5 separate regions of the Mus musculus genome follow, and regions 2, 3, 4 and 5 are each linked to region 1. Evidence: chromatin contacts called from public HiChIP or PLAC-seq and promoter capture Hi-C data. All regions are on one chromosome and are shown on one strand. Each heading gives the region's core, a stretch centred on a gene start, on an enhancer-like site or on the middle of the called end of the contact. The rest is flanking DNA. Distances are from core to core; before and after follow the strand shown. Region 1 overlaps Gtf2ird1 (general transcription factor II I repeat domain-containing 1). Region 2 overlaps Rcc1l (reculator of chromosome condensation 1 like). Region 3 holds the start of Gtf2ird2 (GTF2I repeat domain containing 2). Region 4 overlaps Gtf2ird2 (GTF2I repeat domain containing 2). Region 5 holds the start of Ncf1 (neutrophil cytosolic factor 1).

Region 1 (3,698 bases), core at 647-3,146:
GGGATCTGATGCCCTCTTCTGGTGTGTCTGAAGACAGCCACAGTGTACTCGAATACATTAAATACATAAATAGATAAATAAATATTTTTTTAAAAAAGAAGAAACTGGGCTTGGGGTGGGGGTAGAGAGATGGCTCAGTGGTTCAAGAGCGATGGTTGCTCTTGCAAAAGAACAAGGTTCGGTTCCCAGCATTCATTGTGGCTTACAACCACCTACATCTCTAGTTCTCTGGCCTCCACAGACACCAGGCACACATGGTGCGCATAAACACGTGCAGGTGAAACAAACAGATAAAGAATCCCCCCCCCCCCAAAACACAGCAGCAATAACCACAACAGACAAAAGCTGAGTGGGTAAAGTGTTTAGCTTGGAAACATAAGATCTGAGCCCCACATCCTCTGTAAAAGCAGGGCCTGAAGCCAGCCAAGTAGCTCAGATGGTAAAAACACCTTCCTGCCTCTAAGGTTGAAGACCTGGGTGTATACATACACACACACACACACATACACACACTATGTAGTAATTCTTTTTTTTTTTTTAAAGCAAGGCTTAGGGCTGGAGAGATGGCTCAGTGGTTTAGAATGCTCACTGTTCTTTGAGAGGACCTGAGTTCAGTTCTCAGGGCCTGTGCCAGGCAGCTCAAAACTGAAACTCCAGCAGCAGGGGATCTGGTGACATCTTCTGGTCTCTAAAGGAATTGCACTCACAAACAATTCTTTTCCCTACCTCTCCCCCACCCCCTCGATTAAAAGTTATGAACGATAGTGTGAAATTGTAATCCCATCACCAGAGAGGCAGATACAGAAGGATGCCTGGGACTAGTTGGTCAGCCTAGCTTCAGGCCAGTGAGAGATACTATCTTTAAAAAAATAAAATAAAATAAAAATAATAATACATTTAATAGGGCAGCTCCACAGGACCAACATCTAGGGTTGCTCTCTGGCCTCTGTACATAAACACACACACACACACACACATACACACACACAGAGGCACACTCCCCCCACTCACGCACACACTCACTCAAAATTCTAAAACCAGATGCTAGTGGCTCATGACTTTAATCCTAGTACTCTGGAGCCAGAGACAAGCAGATCTCTATAAGTTCAAGACCAGCCTGGTAAACAGAACAAGTTCCAAGAAAGCCAGGGTTACACAGAAAAACCCTGTCTAGAAAAAACATAACGAACATAAGTAAAAAATCCTAATATCAAACCCTATCCATCAAGTAAATAAACCAGTTTAAACTGGGAATTTGTAAAAAAGGGAGGTTACAGATAGGACCATAGGACCCATGTCATTGCACCTAGTGGTCAGGAGGGGGCGACAGAGAGACACTCAGCAGAATCAGATTTAGCACATTAAGGTACAACTTAGCTCCTGCAAGTAGGGAAGTCTTTTCCTTTCAAATCTCAGCCAGGCTAGGCAAATGCTCTGTGACTTCGAGAAATTTCCTTCAACTCTCTTGAGTCTATGTTTCCTCCTGGGAGAAGGTAACCGATCCCAGAGTGGTGGCCCACTACTGTAACTTCAACGCTCTGGAAGCTGAGGCAGAAAGGCCACAAATTTGAGGCCAGTCTGGGATACATATCAGGACGCTGTCCCCAAAACGAGTGCGTTTGGAGGCCAGGGAGAGCCATGGGGGCTGTAGGGGGATTGGCTGACTTATATACTGGGTTCCTACCGAGGCTGGAGGTCTAGCCATACTTCCTGGACCCCAGAGGGACAGGAGCAGAAGCACCCAGCAGTGACATCAGCTTAGATAATCACTTGTGTCAGGGGTGGCAACTGGCTAGGGTCTGACTTTAGGCTATCATCAGCCAGGGTCCAAGAGGCCCATGTTTACAAACTAACTCAAGAGCTGGGGTGGAGGGCAGACAGGCTGAGCTAGGGTCAGTCCCAAAGAAGGGACTTTCTGGATCTCTCATTGGTGGAAAGGCAGCCCTCTGTGTTCACAAGTACTGCCTTGTCCCCAGCTTCCTTCCTGAGGAAGTACTCATTTCCCTCATGGTCTGACTGCCAGCTCTGGTCCAGCCTCTGGTCCCACCCAGGGCTCTCTCCACAGTGGGCACCAGGATCCTAGAGTCCACCCAGTTAGCTGCTGCAGCAGGTAAAAATGAGGCCAGGGGCTTCTTTTGTTTGTTTTGTTTACTTTTTTTTTTCAAGATGGGGTCTTGGGGGCTAAGGATATACTTGATTTGATAGGTTCTTGTCTAGAGTGCATAAAGCCCTGGTTCCAGCCCCAGTACCTCATAAACCAGGCTTGGTGAAATACACGAAATCTTAGCAAGCTTGATTTAGCCATGCCCCCAGCCCCTCACTGGGGGATTCTAGGCAGGGGCTCTACCACTGAGCCACACCCCCAGCCCCTCCCTGGGGGATTCTAGGCAGGGGCTCTACCACTGAGCCACGCCCCCAGCCCCTCACTGGGGGATTCTAGGCAGGGGCTCTACCACTGAGCCACGCCCCCAGCCCCTCACTGGGGGATTCTAGGCAGGGGCTCTACCACTGAGCCACTCACCAGCCTTTCACTGGGGATTCCAGAGGAGCTCTCTAGCTTTTGTTTTTTGAAACAATGTTTCTCTGTGTAGCGCCAGGCTGTCCTAGAATTCATTTTGTAGACAAGCAAACCTCAAATTCTGCCTCCCAGGTGGGCCACTATGCTCAGCTTTTTTTCTTTTGTTCATTTGAGATGGTCTCTCACTGACCTGGAGCTAACTTGCTGAATAGACCAGGCAGGCTGCTCAGTGAGCCCTAGCAATTTGCAAAGCTCCACCTCCTCCAAACAGGATTACAAACTGCACCACAAAGCACAGCTGTGTTTTCTCCCCCCCCCCCATCCCATCCACCCCTACACAGATTTTTTTAAATGTGGGTTCCTGGGATTAAACTCAGGTTCTCTTGTTTGCACAGCAAATACTTTATAGACTATGTTATCTTCCTAGCTCCCCAATGCCTCACATATTACCACCAAGCTCCCTGTACCCTATGACAACATTCAAATACATTTGCCATCAATTTTCCCCATTTCCTGAGTTAGCCAGGTCTCCCGGAGGTCATGGGACTGACTGGGTGAAGCCCGTGGTTCCAATGTTATCTCAACGGGGTCTCTGGGTCTTAAGACCAGGGATTCTGCAGCCTTTCTCCATCAACCGGAGGCAGACGCAAAGGGAGTTGCAGGAACAGCAGGGTAGTACCCTGGTCCTGCGCCTGAGCCAGGCAGGTGTCTCCCATGAAGGTTTTGAATTTCCAGAACTGTGCACAAACCCCCACCCCTAATACCAAGTACCTCCCAAACCCCCAGAAGTACCACTTACCAGGCTTTGGGATAAGTCCTTGGAATGGCCTGGAAGGGAAACAGAAGTGAGCTTCAGGGGAAAGGGATGGGGACGAGGTTACCACCAGGTAGATGATGATACTAGCTTGCCAAGGGATTGGTAACAAAAGCCCAGGGTCCTTTTCAGACACTAGCATTCAATGTTTGACTCTTTGAGAGGTCTCATGGAGCCCAGCCTAGCCTTGAATCCTGATGTTCTAGCCAAGGCTGACTCTGAAAGTCTGCTCCTCCTGCTTCTACCGCCTGAGCGCTGAGGTTACAGGTATGCACCACTACTCCTGGTTTATGAGAGCTGGGGATGGGACTCAGGACTTCGTGTGTCCTAGACACGCCATGAAACCAACCAGGCCACTTCCCTAGC
Region 2 (3,698 bases), core at 567-3,066, 220 kb before region 1:
CAGCTCTGCCCTTCTCAGACAGTGAGGCAAGACAGCCAGTTCTGTTTGGGTTTCAGTATGTGGGTGTGTTCTGTGAGAAGGCACAGAACAACTGGATTCCTAACCGTGGGTCTGTCTGTGTGCTGGGCACCGGGGACAGGACGGCATCTGAACAAACATGCTTCCTGTCCTCATGAACTTGACCTCTTAGAAGAGCCAGAAAGGAACAAACTAATAGATAATGATAACAACTTGGAGAAAGTGCTTTACTACTGACCCTCCGCCCTCACTGGCAAGGTTTAGGCAGCCATTCCTCAACTCCTCACTGGGGGATTCTAGGCAGGGGCTCTACCACTGAGCCACGCCCCCAGCCCCTCACTGGGGGATTCTAGGCAGGGGCTCTACCACTGAGCCACGCCCCCAGCCCCTCACTGGGGGATTCTAGGCAGGGGCTCTACCACTGAGCCACATCTTGAATCAAAAAAAAAAAAAAAAGACCTTTTTATAAATTGTTATTATTTTATTTTTAGAGAGATGCTCATTATAGATTCACAAGTAGAGCTTAGGAGTGAAAAGGAGCCATGCCATTTGAGTAGGCATAGAGGTCAGTAACATGACAGACTAAAAGTACCCAAAAAAGGGCAAATTTAGGCTCTGGTGTCAAGAAAAAGGGAAATGTATGCCTTTCTCGCAAGGACTTCTGAATGGCAAGGAAGCAGAAGCGCCCTGGGAATGTCCATGTGACATGCACATGCAACTGTGCTGTCCAGGGACTGCAGAGCAGGCTGAACCAAGACACTGAACCTGGAATGTGTGGAAGGCCGGGGTCCAGGTTCTTGGGGAACAATTTGGTATTTCATGGCTCTACAACCTGCCCAGCCTTCAAGAGCCAAAAGCCTGCCAGCGCTGTGGTCATCTCGCCCCAGCACGCTGGAGGGTCTGTAAGGTGGGCCACTTGCCACCCACTTCTGCATCACCTGTCCAGGCACAGCCCAGACCTCTCCTGGTTCTCACCAGCACTCACTAAACCCTTCTCCCCACCCACCACCCCCAAACAGGTGCCTCCTGTGAGATCACTGCAGCACAGGCCTCACCACAAACCAAAGACCCAACCACAGTGGCAGCATTAAAGGTGTGTGCTGTATGATACAAACTGGGCTACCTCTGCCGTGGCCTCCCTCTTCACTTATCCTGTGAAGACATAAGCCTATTGGATGGATGGATGGATGGATGGATGACTATAAATGGATGTAGTTTGATGACAGAAGTTGAGAGCTATTCCAGTTTAAGAAGGAACAGATTTTGGCCTGGCTGTCCAGCCAGTAACTTACTGGTGAGTGCGGCAAAGTGGCTAAGCCCACATCGGATCTGGGAAACCTGGACTTCAGGGTTAAACTCCGTCAAACCAAAGAGCGTGGGTGGAATCATTTCTGGAATTGCCGTTTCCAAGAGCTTTGGTCCTTTCCCAAGAATTCCATAGCCCCAGACGAAAACATGTCCCTCCGCTGTGTTACAACAAAACAGTGGTTGTGAGTCAAGCCAAGCAGAGCCCTCCCTTGCCATAAAATCTACAGGGGCTGGGTTCAGGGATAGCATGCCTGCCCAGCATGCACAAAGCCCTTGGTGCTGTCCACAGACTGCAGAAACCAGACAGAATGGAGCACGCCTGTAATCCCTGAACTCAGGCGGTGGACGCCTGAAGGTCACCTTGGAACACTGAGACCCACTCTGAGTCTGACTAGGGAGGAAGCCAGTCTCAGAGCAGAAGCAACCCACTTGTTGAGGGGGATGGGGGAAGGGTATGCATAAAACACACTGCGCACATAAAAACGTGGACACTGTCCCTAATGACAGTTCCAAATTTCACATTGATCAGAGAGCCATGCCAGAAACAAGCCATTCCAAACAAAATCTTTTTTTTTTTTTTTTTTTTTTTTTCCGAGACAGGGTTTCTCTGTGTAGCCTTGGCTGTCCTTGAACTCACTCTGTAGACCAGGTTGGCCTTGTACTCAAAAATCTGCCGGCCTCTGCCTCCCAAGTGCTGGGATTAAAGGCATGCACCACTACGCCCAGCTTCCAACCAGATTTTTTTTTTTTTTAAAGATTTATTTATTATATGTAAGTATACTGCATCTGTCTTCAGACACTCCAGAAGAGGTCATCAGATCTTGTTAGGGATGGTTGTGAGCCACCATGTGGTTACTAGGATTTGAGCTCAGGACCTTCAGAAGAGCAGTCGGTGCTAACTGCTGAGCCATCTCTCCAGCCCCCAACCAGATTCTTAAGACTTTTAGAAATACTTTTTAACTTTCTTTTGGGGGAGCAGAAGTTTGGGGTTTTGTTTTAGGCCTTTTTTGGTCTTGTTTTTTAAGATTCATTTTATGTGTGTGAGTCTTCTGCTCAAATGTGTATCTGTGCATCACATGGGTGCCTGATGCCCGAGGAGGTTAAGAGAGGGTATCAAACTCCCTGGACTAGAGTTATGGATGGTTGTGAACTGCCATGTGGGTGCCGGGAATCGAACCTGGGTCTCCTACAAGAACACGTGCCCTTAACCACTGGACTCCCTGAAACTCCAGGTGTTTTGTATTAAGACACAGCCTTGCTCTGCAGTCCATGCTGGTCAGGAACTGACAATCCTCTGCCTCAGCCCCTGAGTGCGCACCAGGCTTCCTTTTCTTTCCTTTCCCCTTCTTTCCTGTCTTCTTACCACCCCTCCACCATTATTGATATATTGGTTTGGTTCGGTTTGGTTTTGGGTTTGGGTTTTCTGTTGTCTTTGGCACAGTGCTCTGGACAATGCCTGGCTCTCCTAGCATCAGTGCCTTACCACTGAGCTCTCTGCAGCCCTGGCTATAACAGGTACAATTCTGCTGCTAGGGGTAGAGCCCAGTAACAGCAGATTTTTCATGCATGAGAGCCTGGGCATGTGGCTAAGGGGTAGAGCATCTGCCTAGACTCCCCATAGTGTGCATAGGGGCCTGGGTCTGATCCCCAGCTCCAGGATCCAGAGACATCTGCTATAAAAATGACGGAGCCCTGTGGTTGTCTATACACCTATCTCATGAGCTACGGACCTGCTGGGAGATCACCCCGACCTGAGTCACTGAACTACTACAGGGTCCCACAGCCACACTCCCGTCTGCAGGCTTCCCACAGAGCTGCCAAGAAGTGGCTCTTACCGTTCAGTACAGCACAGCCTGTGCCACCACAAGCCACCTGCTTCACCTTGCCTACTCCAGAGAAAGGCAGGCACCGAGGGACATTCACCTGCACCAAAGACAAGGGTGGGCACGCTTAGGACAACAGACTAGCCAGAAGCAGAAAGAGCCCTTGGCTGGGGTCGCAGCTCACTCACTAACCTCACAGAGCTCTCCCCAGCATCTCTTGCTCACCAAGCTTCCTAAGAAGGGCTTGGGACACAGAAGGGAGCCAGAGAGGCCCCTCTTTGTGAGGCAGAAGGTGACCAAACTCAGCACCTTGTTATATCAAAGTGCAGAGGGGCTTTGGGGGAGGGGAAGGTGTGTGTCACTTTTCCTAAGCTCTGAAGGGTAAGTAGAGGTAGCTAGGCAATGGAAGAAGGGCGCATCCTCCAGTGGGAAGAGCTATGACAAAGGAACAGGAAAATCACAGCCTATGGTAAGAGGTGCGCTGGCTCATACGTTTCATCCCAGCACAGGAGGCAGAGGCACAGGCTCTCTGTGAGTTTGAGACCCTGG
Region 3 (3,698 bases), core at 668-3,167, 190 kb before region 1:
TATTGAAAACGTGAACCCCAGCTGATTACCCTATTTGGGGTGCTCTGGAAATTTCAGGACCTAGCTGGAGGAAGTGGCTCACTGATGATGTAGCTCTAAGTCTCTTCTTTTTTCTTGCCTTGCCTTTCCTTTCCCTCCTTTCTCCTCCCCCTCTCCCTCCCTCTTCCTTCCTCTGCTTCCTGTCAGGAAATGAAGCAGGCCCTCCAGCACCTGCTCCCATCCCATGGGATCCGAGTATTGTAGGCTGAAACCTGTGACCTTGAGATAGGGAGGAGGAGAAGACTAGGGAGAGGGTGCGCCATGTTGTCCTCCTGAGGCTGGTCATCTCGAGAGTGGAGATTTCAAAACAGACTCTGGCTACACAGATCTCCAGTTCAGAGGACTGGTCTAGACTGAAGACCTGTAAATCCTGTAAATGTTTTGGGGGCCTTTTTTTTTTTGTTTTGTTGTTATTGTTATGCTTTTTGAGACAGGGTTTCTCTGCATATCTTTGGCTATCGAGGAACTTATTCTGTAGACCATGCTGGCCTTGAACTCTGAGATCCCCCTGCCTTTGCCTCCAGAGTGCTGGGATTAATGGCCTGTACTACCACCCAACACGGAAATGTTATTTAATAATCCTAAAACTAAGTAAGTCAAGGACTGAGGGCAGACAGCAGAGCTTGGAGACAGAAAGTAGGAAACGTCATGGCAATCTGAGAGTGGGAAGAAAGGAGATTGAGTGGGAGCCAGAACAGCCACCAAGCACTGTGCCCTAAAAGGCCACATTGCAAGGGTGAGTGACCTGATTTTGACAAGTAGCCAGAGCAAGAGATTTTCAGGCTGGACGAACACCATAGGATCTAGCAATCAGTGACCCACTTGTGACCTGGGAGGAAAGGATTTATTGGAGCCAGCTCAAGAACACGAGCAAATACAAACTATGTCGGAAGCTACACAGCCTTTCCTGATATGAACAAAGTGTTCTCATTTTATTTTGGGACAGGATCTTATATGTAGTCATGGCTGGCCTCAAACTCAGAGAGATTTGCCTATTTCTTCCTTGTGAATGCTAGTATTAATGGCATGTACACCAAGCAACAAATCTTTAAAAGTATTTTTTAAATATTTTATTTTTTTTAAGCGGGTGTGGGTGCATACAGAGGCCAAAGGATTCCAATCCTTTGGAAATGCGAGTTACAGGCACGTGTGCTGTGCTTGACACAGACACTGGTCTTCTGAAAGCACACTTATCAGCTCTTAACAGCTGAGCCACTGCTCCAACCCCCTTTCCAGTATATTTTAAAGCAAACAAACAAATAAAACTGGAACCCTTGTAAAGTGGGGCTGGAGGGATGGCTCCGTGGTTAAGAACACTTGATCAGTTCCCGCATCCATACCGTCTGAAACTCCTGGTCCAGGGGATACTGTGACCTCTTCTGGCCTCCCCGTGGTGCATATAAACAGGGTGGCAAAATACTTACAACAGATGGTGCTTTACGAATAGCTCCCGAGACATGCAGCCACGCAAACACAAGAACATAGAACTGACACAGGCACAAAAATTAGTTTTAAAGGAAATGCAATGTCCTAAAAGGTAGGTGGTGTGATGGCGCACGCCTTTAATCCCAGCACTCGGGAAGCAGAGGCAGTGGACTCTGAGTCCGAGGCCAGCCTGGTCTACAACGCAGGCTAGCCAGGGCTACAAGAAAAACTCTGTCGCGGGGGGTGGGGGGAGTGGGTGCCTGAGTAACACGTGGGGTGACCTCTCCGCTTCCACGTGCACGCACAACCACATTTTAAAATATCTCTATCTATCCAGAACGGCCATGCACATCCAGGGAAGGCGCGAAGCCACGTGCACGCCACGCAGCCCGGCCGGCGGCCTCGCGGAAGCCGTCCTGCAGCGCACCGGAAGTGGCCGTCCCCACCGGGGGTGCTTCGGCCACGCGCGGGAAGCCGACCTTCCTTCCAGGAAGCAAACAAAGACAAAAAATAAAATAAAAAAGAGGGAGAAAAAATAATAAAAACGAAAAACAGGAAGGGAGCGGAGAGGAGGCGCCCGCGGCCCCCGAGCTGCGGTCGCCGGCGCAGAGCCGCTGCGCACGCGCAAGCCAGGCTCCAGACCCCCGGCGCGGCCCGCAAAGCAGGGCCCTCAGGTGCGTATCCCGCCGCCGCTTCCCTCACAACTTCCGCTTCCGGGAGTCCCCGCCGGGGCAGAGCGATCTCTCGGGGTGCGTGGCGGGACCTTCGGGCGCCCGGTGGTCAGCGCCGACCCCCATTTTCCCTACCGCGATCGGGCCGTGAAGAGTGGGGGGCGGGGCGGGGAAGACGTGGGGTTAGGCGACTTTCGCACGCCAGGCGCGCACCAAAATCTCGCTTTCGATTGGTTGTGACGGGGCGAGGAGGCGGGGAAAGCTGCGCCCGGTGCGTGCCGAGGTCACGCGCCACCTGACGTACCTGCGCTGTGTTTAGAAACCCTTGATTGGTTAGGGGAAGGGGCGGGGCCATCGCGGTTGCCTAGCAACGGCGCTCTGGCTCCACCTTCGGCGGCTGGCTTTGCTTGTTGGCTCCAGGATTATGGGGGCGTTTGGTGTTTGTGGCAGCCAGTGGTTTAGGTCGATGAAGAGAACGGAAGAAAGGGCCCAGCCTCCAAAATGTGGCTTGTGTCTGGTCTGGTTGAGAGTACAAGGTGGCCTATGGCCATAACAACTAGTACAACAATCAAAAAAAAAATTTTTTTTTCCAGACAGGGTTTCTCTGTGTAGCCCTGGCTGTCCTGGAACTCACTCTGTAGACCAGGCTGGCCTCAAACTCAGAAATCCGCCTGCCTCTGCCTCCCAAGTGTTGGGATTGAAGGTGTGCGCCACCATCGCCTGGCTCAAAAAAATTTTAATTTATTTTAAAACGTTTAAAATGTTTAGTAACTTTAAAATTTAAAGTAAATTTTTACAAATTAAAATTCACTATAGTAATGTATTTAACCTATTGCACCCAAAACATTATTCTAGAATGTACTTATTTCAGCACAGAGAACCAGAATGAGCCGGCAACGGTGGCCTTCAAATGGATCTGAGAGTTCAAGGACTGCCTATATATAGCAAGTTCCAGGCCTGCTGGGGCTACACAGTGGGACCTTGTCACTAAATAAATTATAGCCGCTTTATTGAGATACAGGAAAACTCATCCTTTAAAATACAATGCAAGTCAGAAAAAGAATTCCTTCCAAAGTAAAATAAAAACAAAATAACAGAACTCAAGCCTAGTGTGGTAACTCAAATGTGTCTGTCAGCCCAGCACTGGGGATACTGAGGCAGGAGGATTTCAGAGAGTTACAGGATAAAAGAAAGAAAGAAAATGGAAGGGAGGCGGCTGAAGAGATGGCAGTTAAGAGCTTGTACTGCAGGCCGGACATGGTGTCGTACAACAGGCAGATTCCTGTGAGTTCGAGGCCAGCCTGGTCTACAGAGCAAGTTCCAGCACAGCCAGGGCTACACGGAGAGACCCTGTTTCAAAAAACATTCAAAAAAAAAAAAAAAAAAAAGCGTTTACTGCTCTTACAGAGGACCGAGGTTCAATTCCCAGCACCCATGTGTAAATTCAGGACCACCACCACCTATAAATCCATTTCTAGGGCACCCACTATCCTTCCCAGCCTCCTCCATCCCCAGGCACGCACACGGTGCACACAACCATGCAGGGAAAACACTCCCTCCCAC
Region 4 (3,698 bases), core at 852-3,351, 160 kb before region 1:
CGACATGAGTTCAAGACCAACCTGGTCTATAGAAGGCATTCCAGGATAGCCAGGCTACACGGAGAAACCCTGTCTTGAAAAACCAAAACAAGTGAGTCACCTCTCCAGCAGCCCCTCCCCACCCCATAGCAGTCGATTACAAAGTTAGGAAGCACCATCACCACGTGAAACACCACTGCCCAAGTAGAGGACCCAGTGTCCACGACTGGGAACAGATCTAGATTGCTTGGTCATATGTAGAAGTTTCTATCTCCTCTAATCCCTTAGAGGAGAAGCCCATGTGAAATTATGATGTTTACTTCTGTGGAGACAAGGTCTGACTGGCCACAGACTTCCTTGTGTAGACGACAGGACGACCTCCGTCTTCTAATCTCTATGCACCGCTAAGGTTGGGATACAGTGTTTGTACATGCTAAGCAGGTGCTCTACAAACCAAGCCACGCCCCCCAGGCTGACATCATAAGTTAGTGCCTGATGATTATCTCTTACAAAAGTAAACTCACTGTGTGTTTAGTATGTACAAACGGGGCTGGAGAGATGGCTCAGCGGTTATGATCACTAGCTGATGATCTTCCAGAGGTCCTGAGTTCAGTTCCCAGCACCCACATAGCAGCTTACAATTGTAACTCCAGTTCTAGGAGATCTAACATCGTTTCGTGATCTCTGCGGATGTGAGCAAACACTCTTATACATAGAATAAAATAAACCTTCTGAAAAATTCTAAAACCAAGGCCATCCTGGGCTACCAAGTGAGCCCTTGCCTCCAAACAAAACAAAACTCCAGCATGAGGATAAATGTGGGTAGGGGTGGAGCTGGGGGCAGTAAACTGTGGGAGCCTGAGATTGCTCAATCATGAATGTCATTTTAGATGTTTTCTTTTTAAGAGTCTACTCGGATGGTCGCTTTAGAGACCAATGAGGACCCCGAGACTGAGGTAAAAATGGAAGGTGAGTCACCAAAACGCTTGTTATTGTCACATGGTCAGGGTGACTTTCCACGCAGCCCTCACTACTTCTGAAATGATTATTGTACGGTGGTGATTGGAACCGGTGTGTGTATGTTCACATTCATGCATGTGTTGGATGAGAATGAGCCATAGGCTCCCATGTGTGAATGCTTGGTCCCCAGTTGATGGAACTGTTTGGGAAGGATTAGGAGGTGTGGCCTTGGTGATGGAGCTGTGTCCCTAGAGGTGAGCCTGGAGGTTTCAAAAGGCCCCACCATTTCCAGTTAGCCCTCTCTGCCTTGTGCTCATGGATCACGATGTGAGCTCTTAGTTACTGCTTTAGCACTGTGCCCGCTTGCCTTCTGCCACAAGGGTCATGGACTCTAACCCTCTGGAACCATAAGCCTAGTAAACTCCGCCTTCTATAAGGTGCCTTGGCAATGGTTTCTTATCATAGCAACACAAAAGTAACTAAGACAGATGACCATGTCTCGATGCATGGAGGAGTCAGAGGACATCTTTGTGGAGTCACTTCTCTCCTTCCTTCCACCTTGAGATGGGTCCTGGGGACCGAACTCAGGCCACCAGCTTTGCAGAAAACGTACCTTTTCCCACTGAGCCACCTCACTGGCCCTCAAATAGAAATAGAATTAGCCCTCTCTTTAGCCACAGTTAGAATTAATTTGAGGGTTTGGTTGGTGGGGGACACAGTATGGTGTCCACATCCTCTATTTATGAAAAGCCAGCAAGGCCACTTGGAGCCCTGGGTCCTGATAGTTTCACCTTTGCAACGAGAGTAAAAGGTTTAATGATGGCAGCTGTCTCCTTATTGGGTGGGCCGCAACAATCAATTGTTTTTGAAGATGTCACCATGTACTTTATTAAGCAGAAATGGGCTAGCCTAACACTCACTCAGAAGGCCTTGTACGATACGGCGGAGGACCTTGCACAAGTGTCTTGTCTGGGGCTTTCTCCAAACCAATTCTCATTGCCAAGCTAGAGCACAAGCTAGAGCAACCCTCATTGCAAGCTAGAGGCGGAGTTCTCCCAGTCAAAGGAAGCCTTTGGCAGTGGGGGTTAGAAAGCAGGCTTCACGGGGCACCTCTAAGAACTGAGCAAATACACCCAATGAGCCAAAAGCACAGCGCGTGCAGTGAAAGTAAACATCCCTCCAAATCAGCCGAGCAGACAGGAAGAGAGATTAACTCCTGACCTGTCTATCCCAGCTTGCCGAGGAAGGCGAGTCAAGAGCCAAGTTGAGTGATGTCCAGTGCACTGTCTCTTTTTCTGTAGTCACGTGGACTTCCTCAGAAGCAGTGCTTTTCAGTTCACTACAGCTCTTCAGCTGGATGTAAGGAATCTCAGGCCTCCCTCTCCCTGATGATCATCCTGTTCAGCCGCAGAGTACAGGGTCAGAGGATGCCATCCATCTGGCACATTAACAGCTGTCACAATGTTGCAACAAAGTACTGAATTAATGAGACTGCAGGGCGGTGGTGGCGCACACCTGTAACCCCAGCACTTAGGAGTCAGAGGCAGGAAGATGTCTGAGCTCAAGGCCAGCCTGGCCTATAGGACAGCCAGGACTTCACAGAGAAACCATATCTTGAAAAAAACAAAAACACAAACACAAACCAAAGAGACTGAAGAAATGGCTTAGCCATTGAGAACAATGTTGTTGATCTTCTGGAGGACCCAAATTTAGTTCCCAGCCAGCTCCCATCTCGTGTGGCTCCCAACTGCCTCTAACTCCAGCTTCTTCTGGCCTCTGTGTGCTTACATGCTTGCATCCCAACATAGACACACACTCATACACATAAATGAAAAGACATTTTTTTCTAAGAACATCAGCAACTTAAAAGAGGAGGGGAGACAGTCTTTCCCAGCGTAGCAGACACTGCACGGTAGCCAGAGCTGGAGGCAGCTGATCACATTGTATCCACAGTCAGGAAGCAGACAGATTGATGCTGGTGCTCAACTTTCTTTCTTCTTTTTGTTCAGTCTGGGCCCCCAGAGCATGGGGTGGAGCCCCAACATCAGGTTGAGACTTCTCTCCTCAGTGTACACTCTGGAAGCACCCTCACAGACATGTCCAGCCAGATTGACCTTGAAGGTCAACCATCTTTCAACACCGCACACAGGGGTGGGGATAGGGAGGCAGTATCCAGGCTGCACTTCTCCTTATGTAACACTTGGGTATATTTTAGAGACTTGCAGATTTTCTGGTCACTCTGACTCTTTCTGTTTGCTCTCAAGGAAATGCAAGTCCATCCAACCTTGTAAACTCTGCAGCAGGTGTTGAAGACCTTAGGATCATACAGGTGACAGTCGCAGGTGGGGACATCCACTTAATGTCTTCATCATTTGAATCACAGTTTTCTTTTTTGTAAAGTTTGTTTTCCTTTATTTAGGTGTGTATGTGTGTCCAAGCGTCTGCCATGTGAGTGCTGTGAGTGTGGTACCCAGAAGAGGGCACAAGATCCCTTGAAGCTGCCCTGAAACTGGCTCTGCAGACCAGGCTGGCCTTGAACTCAGAGATTGGCCTGCCTCTGCCTCCCGAGTGCTGGGATTCGAGACATGTACCACCACCCAGCTGTATTTATTTTTAATTTGTCGTGATTTACTTTGTTTCCTGGGTATGAGTTTTGTCTGTGTGTGTGTGTGTGCACTATGCAGTGCCTAGTGCCCATCAAGTTCAGATTGGAAGGGTAAGATGCATGCGCTGGAAAGGAAACAGGACCTTTGCAAGAG
Region 5 (3,698 bases), core at 621-3,120, 150 kb before region 1:
TGGAGCAGTTCATAACACTCACCGGGAGGGGGAGCCATTGGGTCCACAAAAGTCCCATTGAAATATTCTCATTCCCACCCACCCACCCCCTTTGTGTGTGTGTGTGTGTGTGTGTGTGTGTGTGTGTGTGTGTGTGTGTGTGTTATCTCCTCTGTCCCTGTCTCCTTCATTTGTTTATTTTGAGACAGGGTCTCACTATGTAGCCCTCGGAAATCTCTAGGTACCCCAGGCTAATCTGACTTCAGATACATGCTGAGCTTGAGGTCCACAAAGGCAGAGGCAAAGCTGCAGTTCGAATCTGCCCCTCCCCCAACACTCACATGGAACTCGTAGATCTCGGTGAATTTTCTGTAGACCACCTTCTCCGACAGGTCCTGCCACTTAACCAGGAACATGTACACCTGAGGGGCATTAGAGCCGAGAGGGGCACTCAGCACCCACGAGGACCATGCTGTGCCCCTGGGCTGCCTTTTTAGCCTTGGATGGAAGGCTGAGGGGTTGTGGTGAGGCAATCTTTGGGGGTTTTGCTACATTGTGAGACTCTGTCTAAAAATACCCCTGTGATTGTCTCCAGGGGAGGGATGGAGGACATGAAGGAAACACCCAGGGTGACCGCTGTCCCCTCTTCTGGTGTGGCTTTTGGTTGTGGAATGATTCAGAACATTTATATTTAGAGAGGGAGGGAGGAGGGAGGGGAGACTTAGCTCTTAACTGCTGAGGGTCCCAGGTAAACAGCTTACAAGTGCTGGGCGGCACCATCTCTGGCCTGCCTTGGGCCGAGCAGACCCAGTGATAGAGTCTAGATATATGGGCAGATATTCCTCGACCTCATCTCCCCAGGGCAAACGGGAGACATCGTCCCCTACTAGGGATCCAAACTCAGTAACCAATATCATAGAAGAGGAGAGAAAAAAAAGCCACAGTTTCCAGGCCTCGCAGGCTGCCATGCAGGGCCACTCCTGGAGCTGACTAGACAGGGAGGTTTCCTGGTAGGAATGAGCCTTGGTCCTAGGCACTGGACAGAGGGTAAGGTTGAGCTCTGGCATGCTTGGGGGCTCAGTGTGAAGACAGAGAGGGAGGCAGCTGGGACGGTGCACAGGGGTATCTGCTCACCATGGCAGGGTCCTTTGTGAACACCCAAGAGAAGCCTGAAGCCCAAGGATAAGAAAGCCCTGTGCCTGAGAGGTCCCCACGGAGGTATATCTTCCCCTGGTCCCCCTCCCCCTCACATCCTTCCCTTGGTCCCCCTCCCCCTCATAGCCTCCCCTGGACCCCTCCTCCCATATCCTTCCCCTGTTCTCCCTCCCCCCATATCCTTCCCTGGTCCCCCTCCCTCTCACATCCTTCCCTTGGTCCCCCTCCCCCTCATAGCCTCCCCTGGACCCCTCCTCCCCATATCCTTCCCCTGTTCTCCCTCCCCCCATATCCTCCCCTGGTCCCCCCTCCCTCTCACATCCTTCCCCTGGTCTCCCTCTCTCCATATCCTTCCCCTGTTCTCCCTCCCCCCATATCCTCCCCTGATCCCCCTCCCTCTCACATCCTTCCCTTGGTCCCCCTCCCCCTCATATCCTCCCCTGGACCCCTCCCCCCATATCCTCCCCTGGTCCCCCTTCCCCTCACATCCTTCCCTGGTCTCCCTTCCTCTCATCTCCTTCCCTGGTCCAGGTGGTTTTTGGGTAGCAGCAGAGTGATAGCACTGTCCCCACTATGCGCTCCTGCAGGGCACTCTTAGGCTACTCACATAGTGCTGGCTGGGGATGAAGCGCTTCTCGAAGCCCAGCAGGGCAATATGGCGAATGAAGGTGTCCCCCATGGCTGGGCCGTGACAGGGACACTTCTCTCTATAGCCTGGGCTGGGCCTTAAATACACTAAAAAGAAGAAGTGGTTTCTGCTGCTTGTGGGGTAAGGGCGGGGAAGGCCCAGGAGGCTCTTAGACTTAGTCTTTCACTTTCTGAGAATTTTTGAGCTTCAACAGAGTGGTGGGGCAGCCAGGGGCCCTGAAGCACAGAAACCTGTTCTACCGACACCATGGCCCAACCCAGGCACTGGGGCCTCTCTACAGTTCTGAACCACCCCCAACAAACATGGGGCTGGAGAGCTGGTGCAGTGCTTAAGAGCACTGACTGCTCTTCCAGAGGTTCTCAGTTCAATTCCCAGCAATCACATGGTGGCTCACAACCATCTGTAATGGGATCTGATGCCCTCTTCTGGTGTTGTCTGAAGACAGCTACAGCATGCTCAGATTAATAAAATAAATAAATAAATCTTAAAAAAAAAAAAGCTGGGTGTGGTGGCAGGCAGAGGCCGGCAGATTTCTGAGTTCGAGGCCAGCCTGGTCTACAAAGTGAGTTCCAGGACAGCCAGGGCTATACAGAGAAACCCTATCTCAGGAAAAAAAAAAAAGCCTGTGACCCCAGCCCTTGGGAGGTAGAGGCAGGAGAATCAAGGGTTCAAGGCCAGCTTCAGCTATATAATGAGTTTGAAGATAGCCTGGCCTACGTGAGATTGACTTTAGAAGTCCTGTCTTTACAGGACCAGGACTGGACATGGCTCCGCAGATAAAGTCCTTGGCATACAAGCCTGAGGACCTGAGTTCTATCTCTAGAACCTACATTAAAGAAAAGTTTAGGGCCAGCGAGATGGCTCAGTGGGTAAGAGCACTGTCTGCTCTTCTTCTGAAGGTCCTGAGTTCAAATCCCAGCAACCACATGGTGGCTCACAACCATCTGCAATGTATAATAATAAATAAATCTTTGGGCGGAGAAAGCAGGGACTGATGGAGAGAGAAGAGTTATCTGAAGTGAGAGGGTCCGACCTGAGCAAGGGGAGGTCCTAAATTCAATTCCCAACAACCACATGAAGGCTCACAACCATCTGTACAGCTACAGTGTACTCATATACATAAAATAAATACATAAATCTTTTTAAAAAGCCAGGTGTGGTGGCACACACCTTTAATCCCAGCACTTGGGAGGCAGAGGCAGGTGGATTTCTAAGTTCGAGGCCAGCCTGGTCTACAAAGTGAGTTCCAGGACAGTCAGAGCTATACAGAGAAACCCTGTCTCGAAAAACCATTTAAAAAAAAAACTTTTTTAAAAAAATAAAGAAAAGCTCAGAATCCTCTGTGTGTGTGTGTTTGTGTGTGTGTGTAGATGCAGTTATAGGCAGTTGTGAAATAGCAGACATTGATGTTTGGTACTGAAGTTAGATCCCTCTGCAAGAGAGAGAAGCAGTCGCAGCCACGGAGCCCTCCCTTAGCCTGGAAAGTATGTACTTTTTTATTTTTCGTTTTTCCCAGATAGAGTTTCTCTGTGTAGCCCTGTGTCCTGGAACTCACTCTGTAGACCAGGCTGGCCCAAACTCAGAAATGCACCTGCCTCTGCCTCCTGAGTGCTGTAGTTAAAGGCATGTGCCACCACTGCCTAACTTCTGGTGTCTACACTAAATAAGTAGAGTCAGGAGGTCTCTGGGACTCACTGGCCAGCCAGCCTAGTCTCCAGGTGAGTTTTAAGTTAGCAGTAGACCCTGTCTCAGAAACCAAGGAGACTCCGGAGAGATGATGTCTGCACGCAGGTGTAGACATCAGTAGACACCCACATAGGTAAGACAACATCTGACCGTGTACTAGCCCTTCATAGAAGAATTTGACTTCTCAGACAGCTCAGCCTGGAAGGGAACTTGGGAGCCAGCCATGGTG

The links. HiChIP or PLAC-seq counts read pairs in DNA pulled down with a chosen protein or histone mark. Capture Hi-C pulls out chosen DNA fragments and counts their contacts.
Region 2: a contact with region 1 is called in a promoter capture Hi-C map of liver. The contact joins two enhancer-like sites. A contact is called at or near these places in 2 of 115 datasets of contacts at active chromatin or transcription factors (both in embryonic stem cells) and 3 of 9 other capture datasets (adipose tissue, liver and pancreatic islet).
Region 3: a contact with region 1 is called in an H3K27ac HiChIP or PLAC-seq map of double positive thymocytes, with 5 times the contacts expected there. The contact joins the promoter of Gtf2ird2 here to the enhancer-like site in region 1. A contact is called at or near these places in 19 of 39 promoter capture datasets (the C10 cell line, the HPC-7 cell line, HPC-7-derived erythroid cells and 12 more), 7 of 15 datasets of contacts at CTCF or cohesin (the G1E-ER4 cell line, embryonic stem cells, large pre-B cells and 2 more), 58 of 484 Hi-C or Micro-C datasets (the AtT-20 cell line, the Ba/F3 cell line, CD4 T cells and 30 more), 49 of 115 datasets of contacts at active chromatin or transcription factors (the 230-238 cell line, CD4 single positive thymocytes, DN3 thymocytes and 31 more) and 5 of 9 other capture datasets (adipose tissue, embryonic stem cells, liver and 2 more).
Region 4: a contact with region 1 is called in a promoter capture Hi-C map of liver. The contact joins two enhancer-like sites. A contact is called at or near these places in 5 of 39 promoter capture datasets (the 3T3-L1 cell line, hippocampal neurons, liver and 2 more), 4 of 484 Hi-C or Micro-C datasets (Sertoli cells, bone marrow-derived macrophages, cranial neural crest and 1 more), 4 of 115 datasets of contacts at active chromatin or transcription factors (bone marrow-derived macrophages, double positive thymocytes, embryonic stem cells and 1 more) and 3 of 9 other capture datasets (adipose tissue, liver and pancreatic islet).
Region 5: an H3K4me3 HiChIP or PLAC-seq map of bone marrow-derived macrophages shows a contact between it and region 1, with 3 times the contacts expected there. The contact joins the promoter of Ncf1 here to the enhancer-like site in region 1. A contact is called at or near these places in 9 of 39 promoter capture datasets (the 3T3-L1 cell line, the C10 cell line, cranial neural crest and 6 more), 3 of 484 Hi-C or Micro-C datasets (Sertoli cells, double positive thymocytes and embryonic stem cells), 4 of 115 datasets of contacts at active chromatin or transcription factors (bone marrow-derived macrophages, double positive thymocytes and embryonic stem cells) and 3 of 9 other capture datasets (adipose tissue, liver and pancreatic islet).

The regions. Positions count from the first base shown.
Region 1 is chr5:134,372,790-134,376,487 of GRCm38.p6, forward strand. It overlaps Gtf2ird1 (general transcription factor II I repeat domain-containing 1), which reads right to left. Exons shown (of 30, transcript NM_001081464.2): 22 at 3,318-3,346. Among named protein-coding and RNA genes, the nearest start is that of Gm46925, 26 kb to the left of the region's middle. Within about 2 kb of position 1,897, at least 60 of the 459 cell types and tissues checked have an H3K27ac peak or open chromatin away from gene starts, as enhancers often do. A contact at or near this core is called in CD8 T cells, the HPC-7 cell line, adipose tissue and 7 more, where this site is marked.
Region 2 is chr5:134,154,430-134,158,127 of GRCm38.p6, forward strand. Rcc1l (reculator of chromosome condensation 1 like) reads right to left here. Exons shown (of 11, transcript NM_033572.2): 8 at 3,162-3,249; 9 at 1,311-1,484. Among named protein-coding and RNA genes, the nearest start is that of Rcc1l, 20 kb to the right of the region's middle. Within about 2 kb of position 1,817, at least 7 of the 459 cell types and tissues checked have an H3K27ac peak or open chromatin away from gene starts, as enhancers often do. A contact at or near this core is called in liver, where this site is marked.
Region 3 is chr5:134,182,121-134,185,818 of GRCm38.p6, forward strand. Gtf2ird2 (GTF2I repeat domain containing 2) reads left to right here and starts at 1,918. Exons shown (of 16, transcript NM_053266.1): 1 at 1,918-2,138.
Region 4 is chr5:134,207,995-134,211,692 of GRCm38.p6, forward strand. It overlaps Gtf2ird2 (GTF2I repeat domain containing 2), which reads left to right. Exons shown (of 16, transcript NM_053266.1): 11 at 886-948; 12 at 3,204-3,281. Among named protein-coding and RNA genes, the nearest start is that of Ncf1, 20 kb to the right of the region's middle. Within about 2 kb of position 2,102, at least 17 of the 459 cell types and tissues checked have an H3K27ac peak or open chromatin away from gene starts, as enhancers often do. A contact at or near this core is called in liver and microglia, where this site is marked.
Region 5 is chr5:134,227,755-134,231,452 of GRCm38.p6, forward strand. Ncf1 (neutrophil cytosolic factor 1) reads right to left here and starts at 1,871. Exons shown (of 11, transcript NM_010876.4): 1 at 1,742-1,871; 2 at 321-401. The coding sequence starts at 1,813.